4 separate regions of the Mus musculus genome follow, and regions 2, 3 and 4 are each linked to region 1. Evidence: chromatin contacts called from public Hi-C and HiChIP or PLAC-seq data. All regions are on one chromosome and are shown on one strand. The core of a region is the stretch at or near the end of the contact, and the rest is flanking DNA. Distances in the headings are between cores, read along the strand shown.

Evidence for each region. A called contact is a pair of places that touch in the nucleus more often than the background predicts. HiChIP or PLAC-seq counts read pairs in DNA pulled down with a chosen protein or histone mark.
Region 2: a contact with region 1 is called in a Hi-C map of the N1E-115 cell line, with 5 times the contacts expected there. The contact joins two enhancer-like sites. A contact is called at or near these places in 4 of 39 promoter capture datasets (the 3T3-L1 cell line, 3T3-L1-derived adipocytes and liver), 1 of 15 datasets of contacts at CTCF or cohesin (the NIH/3T3 cell line), 18 of 484 Hi-C or Micro-C datasets (the AML12 cell line, B cells, the CH12 cell line and 8 more) and 4 of 115 datasets of contacts at active chromatin or transcription factors (CD8 T cells, the NIH/3T3 cell line, embryonic fibroblasts and 1 more).
Region 3: a contact with region 1 is called in a BATF HiChIP or PLAC-seq map of CD8 T cells, with 6 read pairs. The contact joins two enhancer-like sites. A contact is called at or near these places in 2 of 39 promoter capture datasets (both in liver), 1 of 15 datasets of contacts at CTCF or cohesin (the NIH/3T3 cell line), 3 of 484 Hi-C or Micro-C datasets (B cells and liver) and 1 of 115 datasets of contacts at active chromatin or transcription factors (CD8 T cells).
Region 4: a contact with region 1 is called in a BATF HiChIP or PLAC-seq map of CD8 T cells, with 11 read pairs. The contact joins two enhancer-like sites. A contact is called at or near these places in 2 of 15 datasets of contacts at CTCF or cohesin (CD8 T cells and pro-B cells), 1 of 484 Hi-C or Micro-C datasets (Th2 cells) and 1 of 115 datasets of contacts at active chromatin or transcription factors (CD8 T cells).

The regions. Positions count from the first base shown.
Region 1 is chr15:62,801,252-62,804,424 of GRCm38.p6, forward strand. No RefSeq gene overlaps it. Among named protein-coding and RNA genes, the nearest start is that of Gm22521, 9.6 kb to the left of the region's middle. Within about 2 kb of position 1,715, at least 12 of the 459 cell types and tissues checked have an H3K27ac peak or open chromatin away from gene starts, as enhancers often do. A contact at or near this core is called in CD8 T cells and the N1E-115 cell line, where this site is marked.
Region 2 is chr15:62,336,187-62,339,359 of GRCm38.p6, forward strand. No RefSeq gene overlaps it. Among named protein-coding and RNA genes, the nearest start is that of Pvt1, 300 kb to the left of the region's middle. Within about 2 kb of position 1,600, at least 5 of the 459 cell types and tissues checked have an H3K27ac peak or open chromatin away from gene starts, as enhancers often do. A contact at or near this core is called in the N1E-115 cell line, where this site is marked.
Region 3 is chr15:62,356,973-62,360,145 of GRCm38.p6, forward strand. No RefSeq gene overlaps it. Among named protein-coding and RNA genes, the nearest start is that of Gm41333, 310 kb to the right of the region's middle. Within about 2 kb of position 1,754, at least 11 of the 459 cell types and tissues checked have an H3K27ac peak or open chromatin away from gene starts, as enhancers often do. A contact at or near this core is called in CD8 T cells, where this site is marked.
Region 4 is chr15:62,373,332-62,376,504 of GRCm38.p6, forward strand. No RefSeq gene overlaps it. Among named protein-coding and RNA genes, the nearest start is that of Gm41333, 290 kb to the right of the region's middle. Within about 2 kb of position 1,435, at least 6 of the 459 cell types and tissues checked have an H3K27ac peak or open chromatin away from gene starts, as enhancers often do. A contact at or near this core is called in CD8 T cells, where this site is marked.

The DNA.
Region 1 (3,173 bases), core at 465-2,964:
TGGAATGTCCCAGAATCACAGTTCAGCTTTAAATTGTGGAGTGTATGGTATATCATGGGAAAAACCTGGATGAATTATAGAAGATATCAATCAAATCTATATTAGAACCTTAAAGATAAATTTGAAAATGTGTTATTTCCTTCTGATCAGAGAGTTCAAAGAGATACACTTATGTTTTACCCGGGATTGTCTCTGTCCTTCCTCCCGATGAGAAACACAAGCCTTGGTCATTGCCATGTGACAGGCTTCTACACATGCTGATTATTAATGAACTATCTGCTTTCACTGAGTAAGTTAGTATAAGTAGCATTGGATTCAGGAGTTCAGTGCCTATAGATGTGAACTCACATTAGAACTAGGGGACCCAGAACAGACTGACCATTTCCCTCTAGTGTGGAGACTTTTAGGACTCTGTGTAATCTTCTCAATTTATTTCAAAGTTGGTGTTTTAAAGATATTTCCAGGATTATCCCATCACGGTTATTTGGATTGCTTTTGGCTGTTTTACAAATCCACAAAGGTGCTTGTGGTAGGAACTTTTCTCAAAGCTCTCACAATGAGAAATCGCTGGTACAGCCTCCATCCTCTACCCCATTGTGAGTATGGGAAGTTATTCAAAGGCTTTTAGGTTGGCTGTATGCCAAGAGAGGATGACTGTTACCTGTAATCAGATTCTTCAAGCTCATTTCAATCCCCCCTAAGGACCCTACAAATTGTCTTTCCAGGCAAATTTAGGAATGATTGTCTGGAGCCATTCTAAAAATCTTGCTAATTTACTGATCCACTCCTGTCCTGTTTAGTTTATTGTTTATTATTTTTATTAATAGCACTTAAATTCACCTTGAAACGCTGAAACTGAAGAATTTCCTTGCATCAGGTGAGTGAGTCTGTTGTTTTATCTGTGACAGATTGTCTTGGTTAATAATCAGAATGAGAAAATCCAGTACAGTGAATGGCACTATCCTTAGGCAGATGAGGAAGCCAGAGACTTAACCAGTAAGTAGTACTCCTCTATGGCTTCAGTTTCTACCCTGACTTTACTCAATTATGGACTATACCCTGGAAGTATAAATCAAACAAATATTTTCACCCACCCACTAAGTTTGTTTTTCTTAGACTGTCTTGTTACAGAAGGAGAAAAAACAAGCTTGCACAAGCTCCTAAACTTTTCTCAGAAACGTAAAGGTATCATTGGACGTAAAGACAATTTCCAATGAGCTTTTCAACCCTTTGATTATCATGAATCATTGACAAATTGAACAAAAAGAGCCAAGTGTGCTTTATATGTAAACAAAATATTGGAAGAGTGGATTATTACAGCTCTCTTAAAATAGAGTTTCCTGGAAGAGTTCTGTGGAACATATGTATATTTATCTCAACTCTCATTTGAAATCTGAACTCCCACATGATGTCAGTTTGCTTAGGTCATTTAAACTCTCAAGGCCTGTGCATGAGCATTTTTAGAGTGAGGGGCAGTTGAGGAGACCTCTGGTAAGTTCTGTGTTAGCTACAACATTCAGTGATTCTAGTCTTTTGGTATTAAAGACCATTTCTTTGGATTTTGTTTTTCTTTTACTGAAAGTTCCACCTTACCCTGCAAAGCTCCTCAGCCAGAATAGACTAGATTTAAATTTGTAGGCTTATAATATTTCAGAGTTCAAAGGCACTGTCAGGTCACAGAGCTCAACTCTATGGTGATACATAATACCTTCTCCAACACCTCCACCAAGTGGCCAAGCAGTCTGTATTCCACAGGTAGGAGCATGCCTGTTGGTACTCACCACATCCATTCTATGCCAAACAGCATTTGCTCTAAACCTCCCTATGACTTTGAGGTTCTTTCTCCAGTTTTTCCCAAAGCAGGTGTCTCTCTTGTTTCACAAGGACACCTAAATTCTACCTTTATGCTCAATTTACTGTTTTTTTTTTTTCTTTTTAAACAAAGCATTTCTTCAGTCATTTGAAAATGATCAATCCAAACCCTTAGCTCTAGAAAAGGTAACTCGGCTCTTTGGATCTTTGGAGCATCCTTGTTCTGAGAGTGTCCCTAGTTCTGATCACTGTCTTCGTAATTTGGCACAGATTACCAACTTCCATTTGACTGCCTCTCAGTAATCAGTTAAGTATCCAAGTAATTTGGGATGGCAAAATTTCAAAGCTGGCTTTCATCAAAAACAAAAGAATCTGATAGGAAACTGGTACAGAAGCTGACGAAAATATAGAACCGAAGCGATGCTAGGAACAGAACAGTCATTTCTGTTGGGTATCTTGAGCCCCAACTTCAGTGCATTGCCTTCAGTAATATACTAACTCTCCCCGCCTGTGATGTTTAAGTTACCTTTAGAAGATTGACATCTAAGGAATTTAAGGTTTTTTTTTTTCATGTTGAAAAGTAGTTAATCAATACCTCAAATGGAAGAAATATTTCAGACATACTGTATAAGAAATAAAGTTATGGAAGGACTGAAGGAGCTGAAGGGGACTGCAACCCTATAGGGGGAAAAAAACAGTATCAACTAACTGGTCTCTCCAGGGACCAAGCCAAGCAAAGAGTATACATGGGTAAGTCCATGGCTCCCACTACATATGTAGGAGAGGATTGCCTTATCTGGCATCAACAGGAGCAGAGATGCTTGGTCTTCTGGAGGCCTGTTGTACCATCGAAGGAGGGTGCTAAAGAGGTGAGGCAGGATTGGGTAGGTGGGTGGGAGAGTACCCTATTAGAGGCAAAGGAAAGTGAAGATGGAATGAGATGTTTACAGAGAGGAAACTGGGAATGAGCACGTTTGAAAAATAATAATAAGTAAGTAAACTAAAAAAACACTCTCTTTCTACAAATAAATGGAAAGCATTAAAAAATCTGGCTCCCTAATTACTTTTCAAGAGAAACTACTTTTGAAATTTCTTTAGAGAGCAGATTTCCAGACTGAGACTACTAGACAGAAATACCACCGAATGGCAGAGTGTTTTCATGTCCCTCTGTAGGAGTATAGATGAGTCTTCTGTGCTTTACTCTTTTTCCTATGGTAGTTCATCCAGCTGACAAGGGTCCTTAGAAAGTGTTTGTTTTAGGCTGATGTACAATGCATATTAGGTCTAGGAGTGCTTTATAAATGAGAAGTGTGGAGCATTGTTGGTTTCTAGATAAACTGATTTTTGCACATATCTTTTGA
Region 2 (3,173 bases), core at 350-2,849, 470 kb before region 1:
CACTTACAGCATGCACACACATCCCAAACACCCAACATCCTCAATACCCTAAGTATAGTTCTCAGATCCTTCTGCAATAAATGTTATCTTAACGTATTTGAGAGCAGTGACCACTGGGTCTATTAACCTTGAGTTACCACAGCAGTGATTTTCTTTTCAAGCCAAAAATCATATTCAACTCCATACCCAAGGTCTAGATGCCATGCAATGAAGTAAAACAGTATTCAACGAATTCCAGTGTACAATGGATCTTTCATTAGACTTATGAGGAGCACTTAGCTCTTCAGCTCCAGTCACTCTTAATGTCTACCTAGACCTATGTCTAAAACTAATGGTAGAAAAAAAGAGCAGCATGCAATTTGGCTTAACTGGGAAATCATTAGAGCTCCTCTGATAGAGAAAGCAAGTGGGGAAGTCAGAGCTGACCTCTGTGGGGTTCTGTTTAGGGGCCAAGGGTCCAGGGAGTGCTTCACACAGGATAAACATATCTAAAGTTGCCCAACTTCCAGGAGGATCTAATTAGCAAACACTTTCAAAGGGATCAAGCTGACTTCTGAGACAAAGTCTGCCATACACAGCCAAGGTGGGCAAGTAAATATTTAAAGGGCATTTCTGTGTAGGTAGAGGGAAGAAAGAAAAAAGGCCAGGAAGAGATAGGTGCTAACTTTGGAGCACTGTTGTGTAATTGCCCTTGACTTATCCCCTTTCACTAGTCAAACAAGCTTCTGGGGAAATTAGCTTGCCAGACGCTCAACCAGCCTGTCTCCACAGCGAACCAAGATACGAACTCACTCTATTCTAGTGCCACAGTAAGCATCACAGTGGTTTAGGATATTACGCTTCTGCAAGAGCTGCGTCAGGGCCTGGACTGGGACACTGTTGATTGGCAAACTCCTGTTAATATGCAATTAGCTATTAGATTTGGTCTTTACCCTAGCTGTGATGTCATCATATGGACTGACTCTGCAGGGATGGCATTTCAGGCCACACTGGTGTCTGTCAGGTGCACCTCTACAGAAGGTCAGGCTCATATAAAGGCCTTTTCAAATTCTTCATGCATTTTCAGTTCTTGGGGCCAATTATCACTCAGCTCCCGCACCACCCTGTCTTGGTACAGCAATTAGCAGGACCTCCTGGGTCTCAAAAAACAGCTCTGGAAGAATGGAAGAGCATGTAGACAAATGGCCTATTACCAAATGTACCTCCACTGCTGATCCTCTGACTGACCTGGGACAGAAAGACTTTTGGCACTGAACTTAAAAACCTAGGGCCCATACTGGAATTTAAGTTCAGCTCCTGGAGAAAATTCTAATGTGAGAGCAGTGCAAAATTCATTATTACTATTGCTACTGCTGCTGCTGTTACTACTACTGCTACTGCTACTACTGTTATTATTATTGTTATTATTATTATTACTACTGTATTTTTGTTTGTTTTTAGAGGATGCATGCATGCATGTGTTTGTGCACTATGTGTGTCTGTGTATGAGCCAGAGAACAACTTAAAGGAGTCAGCTCTCTCTTTCTACTATATGGGCCCTGGAGACTGCACTTAGATCATAACATTTGGCAACAACCATATTTACCCACTGAGCCATTTTGGCAGCCTAGGAGTGAGCTTCTTAATTTGTCTCATTTGATGAGTCAGAGGATAGATGCAAGATACCAAAGGAGAAAAAAAAAACAACCCAGAAAACAAAATGCATGTTCTGGGTACCTGCTGTGTGCCAGGCAGAATGCTGTCGCTGTCATCTATTGATTATCTCATTTACCATCACAGCAAGCTTGGAAACCAGGCACTATTAGCACTTTACATAGAAAAACAAGACTTGGGGACATTTGCTAGGCTCAGACACATAAGGCAAGTGCTCTACCATGGAGCTACATCTTCAGCCCAAGTTTTACTTTTAGTTTGAAGTGGAAATCCTAAAGATCATCAGGCTGGCCTTGTACATCGTGCCCCTAACTATCCTTGGATTTTTGAAAAAAAAATTAAATCATGTTCATGTATCTGTCTGTGTATGGGCATCTATACATGAGTGCAGGTACCTATGGGGGTCAGAAGAGGACACTAGATGTCCTGAAGCTGGAGTTGAAAGTGCTTGTGGAGGGCTTCATGTGAATACAGAGAACCAGATTCAAATCTTCCACAAGGGCACCAAGAGCTCTTAACTACTAAACCATCTCTTTTTGTCCCTAGCCTTGGCTTTCTGATTCTTCTGTTTGAGTCTCCCAAGTGGCAGTGACTACAAGCTGGGAGCAGCAAGGTAGAAGCTACCTCTACGTGTCACAGGTGTCAGTGGCTGTCCTCATTGAGAATGACAGATTTAGCCAATGCCTAAAATGTAACCCACTCAATATGTTCTTCTAGCTGGACTTCCTTGTCTGACCTCAGTGGGAGAGGAAGCACCTAGCCTCACTTGAAATGCCAAGGTTGGGGGTTACCTGCTCAGGTCTCCTACCTGCCCAGAGGAGAAGGGGAGAGCAGATGGGAGAAGGACTATGGAAGAGGTAACTGGGAGGGGTCACTGATTGGGCTGTAAAGTGACTAAGCAAAAGAGAAAATTTAAATTAAATGTGACCCATTCAAGCCTGCCAACTTATTTCTACAATTTGTGAGCATGTGATATTCTTGTGCTCTGTGCTTTATTTTTTTAAATTGACTTGGATCTTATACATTATAAGCAAATACCCTACCTCTGAGTTACTCCAATAGGCTTTTAAAATTTTTGTTTTGAGACATTGTCTTGACAAGTTGCTCAAGCTAGCCCCCAAACCACTATACAACCCTAAAAGTCCTTTAACTTCTGATCCTTCCTCAGTTTCTATATATACCTGGACATATAGGCATATACTACCCCATTCCTCACATTACTCTGCAATTGTGAAATGCCTGTGCCTCAAAATTAAGTGGTCAATCAGAACTATTCACAGTCAAATACTTGTTTTATAAGCATTCTATTGCTCTGGACTTCAGATAACCTTTCGATGCAAGCCAAAGACTCAATCATCTATTTTATAAAAAATTGGAAAGAGAGGCTCATTGGTCTTGCAAACTTTATATGCCTCAGTACAGGGGAATGCCAGGGCCAAGAAGTGGGAGTTGGGGGGGTATAGGGGAGTTGGGGGGGAGGGTATGGGGGACTTTTGGGGTAGCATTGTAAATATAAATGA
Region 3 (3,173 bases), core at 504-3,003, 440 kb before region 1:
CTACATTTTAAATGTCTGATAGTTCATTAGAATAAGTTGTTCTATGCTTCAGACTCCTCACCACAGAAATGGAAAAAGTGCTCAGGGACTCCCAAATAGGCTTGTTGTAGTAATACAATGAGGGTCAGAAAAGTTTTCCTATAAATAGCCAGGCAGTAAATATATTAAATATTGAGGGTGAACGGTCTGTGTCTCAGCTGCTCACCTTTGACATCATAGTCGGGAACAACTATAGGCTTCAGGTCAGGAAATGGGAATGACTGAATTGGACAAACTCATGACACTACTAAGCTGTGCTTCTATATGTGTTATGAAATATTATTGTGATTTTTTTCCAGTCATTTGGAAATACATAAAAACCATGCTTAGATCTCTAGCCATATAAATTCAAATTGAATGCTAGATTTAGTTCATGAACCATGGCTGCCAGTCCTGACAGTAATGTATATAAATATATCAACATTATCCATGGTATTAGTAACCATTCTCCTTATCATAACAAAATATATGACATGAAAAATTCAAGGGAGGAAGAGCTTATTTCAGATTAAACTGTGAAGGGGGCCCAGTCCATCAGGGCGGGGAAGGCACGATGGTTGCAGACGAAGGCTGCTAGTCACACCAACAGCCTAATCAAGGAGCAGAGGGTACAGGAAATGGGGCTGGGCTAGAAAGCCTTAAGACAGGCATTCAGTAACCCAGTTCTAGCATGGGCCTACCTTCTAAAGGTTCCACAATCTTCTTAAGCATCATCACCTGTTGGAGAGCAAGGGCTCAACCACATGAGCCTATGGAGACATTTGAAGTTTCAAACAGACCATCAACCCAAGATGTGGCTTAGAAAATGGAGGCTGTTTGCAGTGATGGCTGACTAGGCCATCTTTTGATACATATGCAGCTAAAGACAAGAGCTCCCGGGTACTGGTTAGTTCATATTGTTGTTACACCTATAGGGTTGCAGATCCCTTTAGCTCCTTGGGTAATTTTTCTAGCTCCTCCATTAGGGGCCGTGTGACCCATCCACAGGACTGTGATCCTCCACTTCTGTGTTTGCTAGGCCCCGGCATAGTCTCACAAGAGAGAGCTATAACTGGGTCCTTTCAGCGAAATCTTGCTAGTGTATGCAATGGTGTCAGCATTTGGAAGCTGATTATGGGATGGATCCCTGCAAAGAGAGGCCCATTGGACTTGCAAACTTTATATGCCCCAGTACAGGGGAACGGCAGGGCCAAAAAGGGGGAGTGGGTGGGTAGGGGATTGGGGGGGTGGGTATGGGGGACCTTTGGGATAGCATTGAAAATGTAAATGAGGAAAATACCTAATAAAAAGAAAATGGAGGCTGAAGTGTGAGTCGAAAAATTCCTACCAGATTCCAGAAAAGGCTTTTTGCCTCGTGGGTATACAGCTGTGAATTGTTGAGCATTGTAGTGAGGCAGAGTACCGACACCAAGTCCCTTGCTTCCCTCAGAATTCTCTGTACTGATGAGTTTCTTGGGTGTGGGCTATTTTCAGAGCTCTCAGGATGACAAGGTAGAAAGATAGATGGAAAGAGGAACTGAGAGGAAGAGAGTGCCTTATTCAGAGAGTACTAGTTGTTATCTTGGGTTCTACGCCGAATCCTATGCAGGAATGAATCAAACTTTACCCTCAGGCATCTGAGCATGAAAAATGAAGCCGATGAGACACGGCACCATCCTCCCCCAAACTACTCAACCTTGTTAACCTTTCAGGGGGAAGATTCGGTGCTTTGAGGCAAAAAAAAAAAAAAAAAAAAAAGAGGTGTAAACCACTGTATGAATGAAATGAATAAACATGAGTACCAAGAAACAATTCTTAATTTGAAGCCATGCCCTTCCCATGGCCCAAGGGAAGCATCTATTACATATGTCTGTTGGCTCATTACTTTTAAGAATTCTGAATGTAGTAAGCTCATTTCCTTTTCACAGATTTTTTTTTTTTAAAAATTGGGAAAAAAGTGTTTGCTTGTTAAAAAAAAAATCTGTTTCTATTTCTTAAACCCCACTGTAACTCAAAAGCCATTGTGTAGCCAATGAATCTCAACAGACATGTTTGTCTCTCTTACTGCTTCCAGGCCATGTTCATAAGACAATCCATATTCATCTTTGGAAATTAACCTTTGACTGCCCTGCCTAGCATCCCTGGGAGGTCTAAACATCAGCCCAGTCGTTTCACAGGGCACACTTTCTCCAGCCTCTGAGGCTTCTTATATTCCAGTTATTATCTCTTTTCTCACTGTGGATTTAAGTCATTACAGGTTTTGGAAGTCAAGTCTCTTGTTCATAAGTTCTGTGTCTGAGCTATGCTGTTCTCCTAGAATTGATGTTTTCCATCCAAGATCAGCTTAATTCATGTGAAGACAAATTATGACAAAAGAGACAATTTAAAGAAGCTTTGTAGCAACCAGACCTCGAAATTTTTTCCTAGCTCCAGACTCATCAATTATTTTGAAGAGTGAGTACTATAGCAGGGGTTGGCAAGTCCAGTTGATTCTACAGAGTGTTGAGCATCTTCTATTTAGTACTAGTTGAAAATCCAACAATGGATTTTTTTCAATGAAGAGAAAAACTATGCCTGAACTCTGAACTCTCTAGGTAAGAAGCTCCAAGAAGGATGCCAACAAAAAGAGGGCTCCACAGAGAGCCCAGAGAAGGGAGAACTGGATCGAGCTCCTAAAGACTGCCTAGTGACACTTGGATCTTGAAAGTAAGAAAGAGTTGAAGATTCAGAAATTGTTGAAAAAGTAAGTGTGGGTGAGTTTGGTTGCCAGATTTTTCGGTAGAAAGGTAACAAGATGGAATGATGCTGGATTTGAGAGAGAACTGAGGAGAGGCATGCGGAAGCAAGGGAGCACTGAAAAATGAAAGTGGGGAACTCGGGAACAGATGGAGAGTAAGTATCCTGCAGAATCACAGATGCCAAATTGCACGTAGATGTGGAAAAAAAAAACAAAGAAAAAAATCTCTCCTGCTACAAATTGGGTGGGCAGAAGCCTGGCGATGTAGCCAAACTTGAATAAGAAGCTGGCAGTGTGCTTTCTGCAATCAGCAAAGTGATCAATGACTTAGAGTTGTCTTCCAGACTCCTGGTCCACTATTGCCTTCTGTTTATTTTATTAAAAATTATTAAAAACCATTAGATAGGCAGTATAATAT
Region 4 (3,173 bases), core at 185-2,684, 430 kb before region 1:
TGAATTAATCTTCATTTGCTTCTTCTTTCTTCTTCGGGCACCAATAGATTTACACTAGAAGATACTATCAAGTAGTACTTATGTGGACACATTTTAAAACATTTCTGAGTTCAGATTTATTATCCCTAAAATATGGAAAATAATTCTCAACAAGAACTTGCAACACTGTTGCGAGTCTTAAATAAAATATGTCCAGAAGTAACTTGCAAACTACAGAGCATTATGCATATGTGAGACTTCAAATGTTGTTTAGCATGGCACTCAACGGTGAGATGATCATTTACAAACAACAGTGGATACATTGAATGTGGGCCCTACGGTGATAACCTGATGAGATTTCAGTGAAATGATGAGGTAAGAGACATAATGGAGATGGGTTCACATAGGGTCTTTTGAGTCATTGTATTAAGAAACATTGATGTTTGCAAAGAATAAATAAATGTAATATTGTTGAATGCAGGGTTAGCATAAGATATACTTTAAGATGATGTGTTAGGCTGCTAAGCCTAGGGCAGATTATAGTAGGGTGAAGAGAAGATGGGGAAATGAGTGGAGTTTTCCTGTCATATGGGTGACAGGAGGGGATAGTTAGGTTGGAATGGTGATGGTAGGGCTGATGAGAGAGAACACACAATGGACTTACCTGACAAATAGGATGTGGGCTATGATGGAAGGAGGGAACCATACTAGAATCGTAGTGTGGCCTTTGCACAGCAAAGCCAGATTGCTATCCTATGTGGTGTGGAGGCTGCGAGGGGTACAGGTTTGATAGGGAGGAGGAAGAGGACAGTTTTGGATATGTGAAGTTTGAGGGGTGGATTGGGTATCCAAGTAGATAACTAGTAGTGAGCTGGCTGTCATACTCTAGAGCTTGGGAGATAGGGCTGGACAAGAGACTGAAGTGTTACTGATATGAGACAAATGCATGCAAACAACTTCAGTCCAGGTGGCAAGGAGGTTTTCCCAAGCTTGCTTATTTATTTATTTATTTATTTATTTATTTATTTATTTATTTATTTATTTAACTATTTAACTATTTAACTATTTAACTATATATATATAAAGGAAGTGTGTGTGTTTATGCCCCAGCATGCTTATGAATAGATGTCAGAGGGCAATTTCTAAGACTCATTTTTCTGTTCCTATCATGAAGGGTCAGGGAACAAAGGCTCAGCCTTTACTCACAGAGTCATCTTGCCAACCCTATTTTATCTTACTTTCATGTAAGTCCAGGAACTAGAGGTTTCTAACTGCTTTCCCTCTCTTTCTCCCTTATTTGTCCTACAAAGGACTATCCATGTATATCATAGCTTCTTGGGCTTTTCTATTTCATTTTGTCACTTCTATTCTGTTTCTCAAGTAGTTACTGACACACTGTGTTGAGATTTTGGTCTAAGCTACAAAGAAAGCCATGGTGATGTCAGTTGTAGGAAACGAGAAACTGGTATACCGACCACTGAAAACCAGAGATGAGATTGTTGCACATCTGCCCAAAGACTTAAGTGTGACTCAGAAGTTCTGCTATCATCAAAGCTCCTGTCCTAAGTGTAAGCTAATATGGTCTGTGCCTTTGTGGGACCAAACATTTGTGGTTCTTAGAAAGCATACCGGGAGGACCAGGCAAGTTGCTTTTTTTTTCCTTTCAGAAAGTAAATATTTTAGTGGAGAAAAGTCACTGTTTATCTCTGAGAAGCCTTAAGGCTTATTCAGGAAAAATGAGAGTTGATAGAGAGTTGCTTAGAAAAAACAATGACTCCTATTTAGTTACTTTGCATCAGATTAAATGTTACATCATCTCTAAGTCATCATTGATTTCCAAAAGAATGAACAGCAAATCCATGGTGCTCAGGAGGTATAAACAAGATTTATTACCGAGATAGTGTACTTCACTTGCAAAAAGCTATCAGGAAATAAAAAGCCACCCAGGCCAGGAATGACCTTGAGAAGATTCTCTGGGGAGTTCTTTCTATGTGTGAACTTATTTGGTACAAATGAGAATGTAAGGTATTTCTGTGTAGATTCCTCTTCTCCTTTGACAAAAGAGCTAAGGGACTTCAGTATTTCTAGGCACTTGTCTACAGCATCATTTGGGAATCTCTTAGCGATGTTTTGGCTGTCTTACACTGGTATGACTGTAGCTGGTTCCTTTCGTCATCTTTTAGCACACAGGGCCAGATGCTCCTGGAGTCACACCATGAGTTTGAAGCCCTCAGGCATCTTTTAGTTGAGTTTTTATTTCAGGGATTGGACATCTGAGGCATTTGGGGGGGGGGGGGTTAAAGGGATTACCAGTCAAATGCACAAAAGCTATAGATCAAGAATCAAAAGCAATAATCTAGACTGTATGCCCAGTGCTCTTTTACTTCATCTCTGAATTACAGGTATGTTCAAAGCAGGGTAACAGACTTGATAGGGGCATTGGGGGAGGACATGATAACAGAGATCTCCAGCGTTGTTTTAGAACTTTCAGTTTTACTTCATACCCTGAGACCCCAAATTTTCACAGATGAGTGAGGTTACAGGGTGGAGTATGTGGAGGAAGCAGGTTTGGGAAAGGAACTTTTGAGCTCAAGTTTGCAAAACCCACAGTTGTACAACAGCTCAGTGCTAGCCAACACCCTAGGGTGTGCAAAAAGCTAAGAGAGTGTACAGCCACCTGGGTCTTAATTCTGCTTTCACAACGTATCTGCAGGGCCCCACCAACGCTCACCACTGCACTTCATAATGCCTTGGACATTTTGACTTTCTGAATAGTCAGGGCTGGTCTTCCATTTGAGTCTACCAAGCGAGAGGATTCCCTGAGACACTTTGCAAGCCTCCCTGCTGTGAAAGAAGAGGACTATGTTTGGAAGGCTTCAGACTACACTCAACAGTGAGTGATGGGCAGAGGTGGCTGTGTGCTTTGTCCCATTATGTAAAGAAGACACAACCTTTCAGTTATCTTCCACAGTTTCACAGCTGTGACTTACTGAAGACCAAATCTGGCCATGCTACTCTATGCCTAACATCTTCAGGATCAAGACCCAGCTCTAGAGTAATTTTGTCCACAGTCATGCCTTTCCCCCACTTCTCTCTCCGCACTGCCACAACTGTCAACTTGATACAAGCTAAAATTATCAGTAAAGAAGAAACCTCAATTGAGAAAACTCTCCCTACCAGATTGGCCTGTGGAG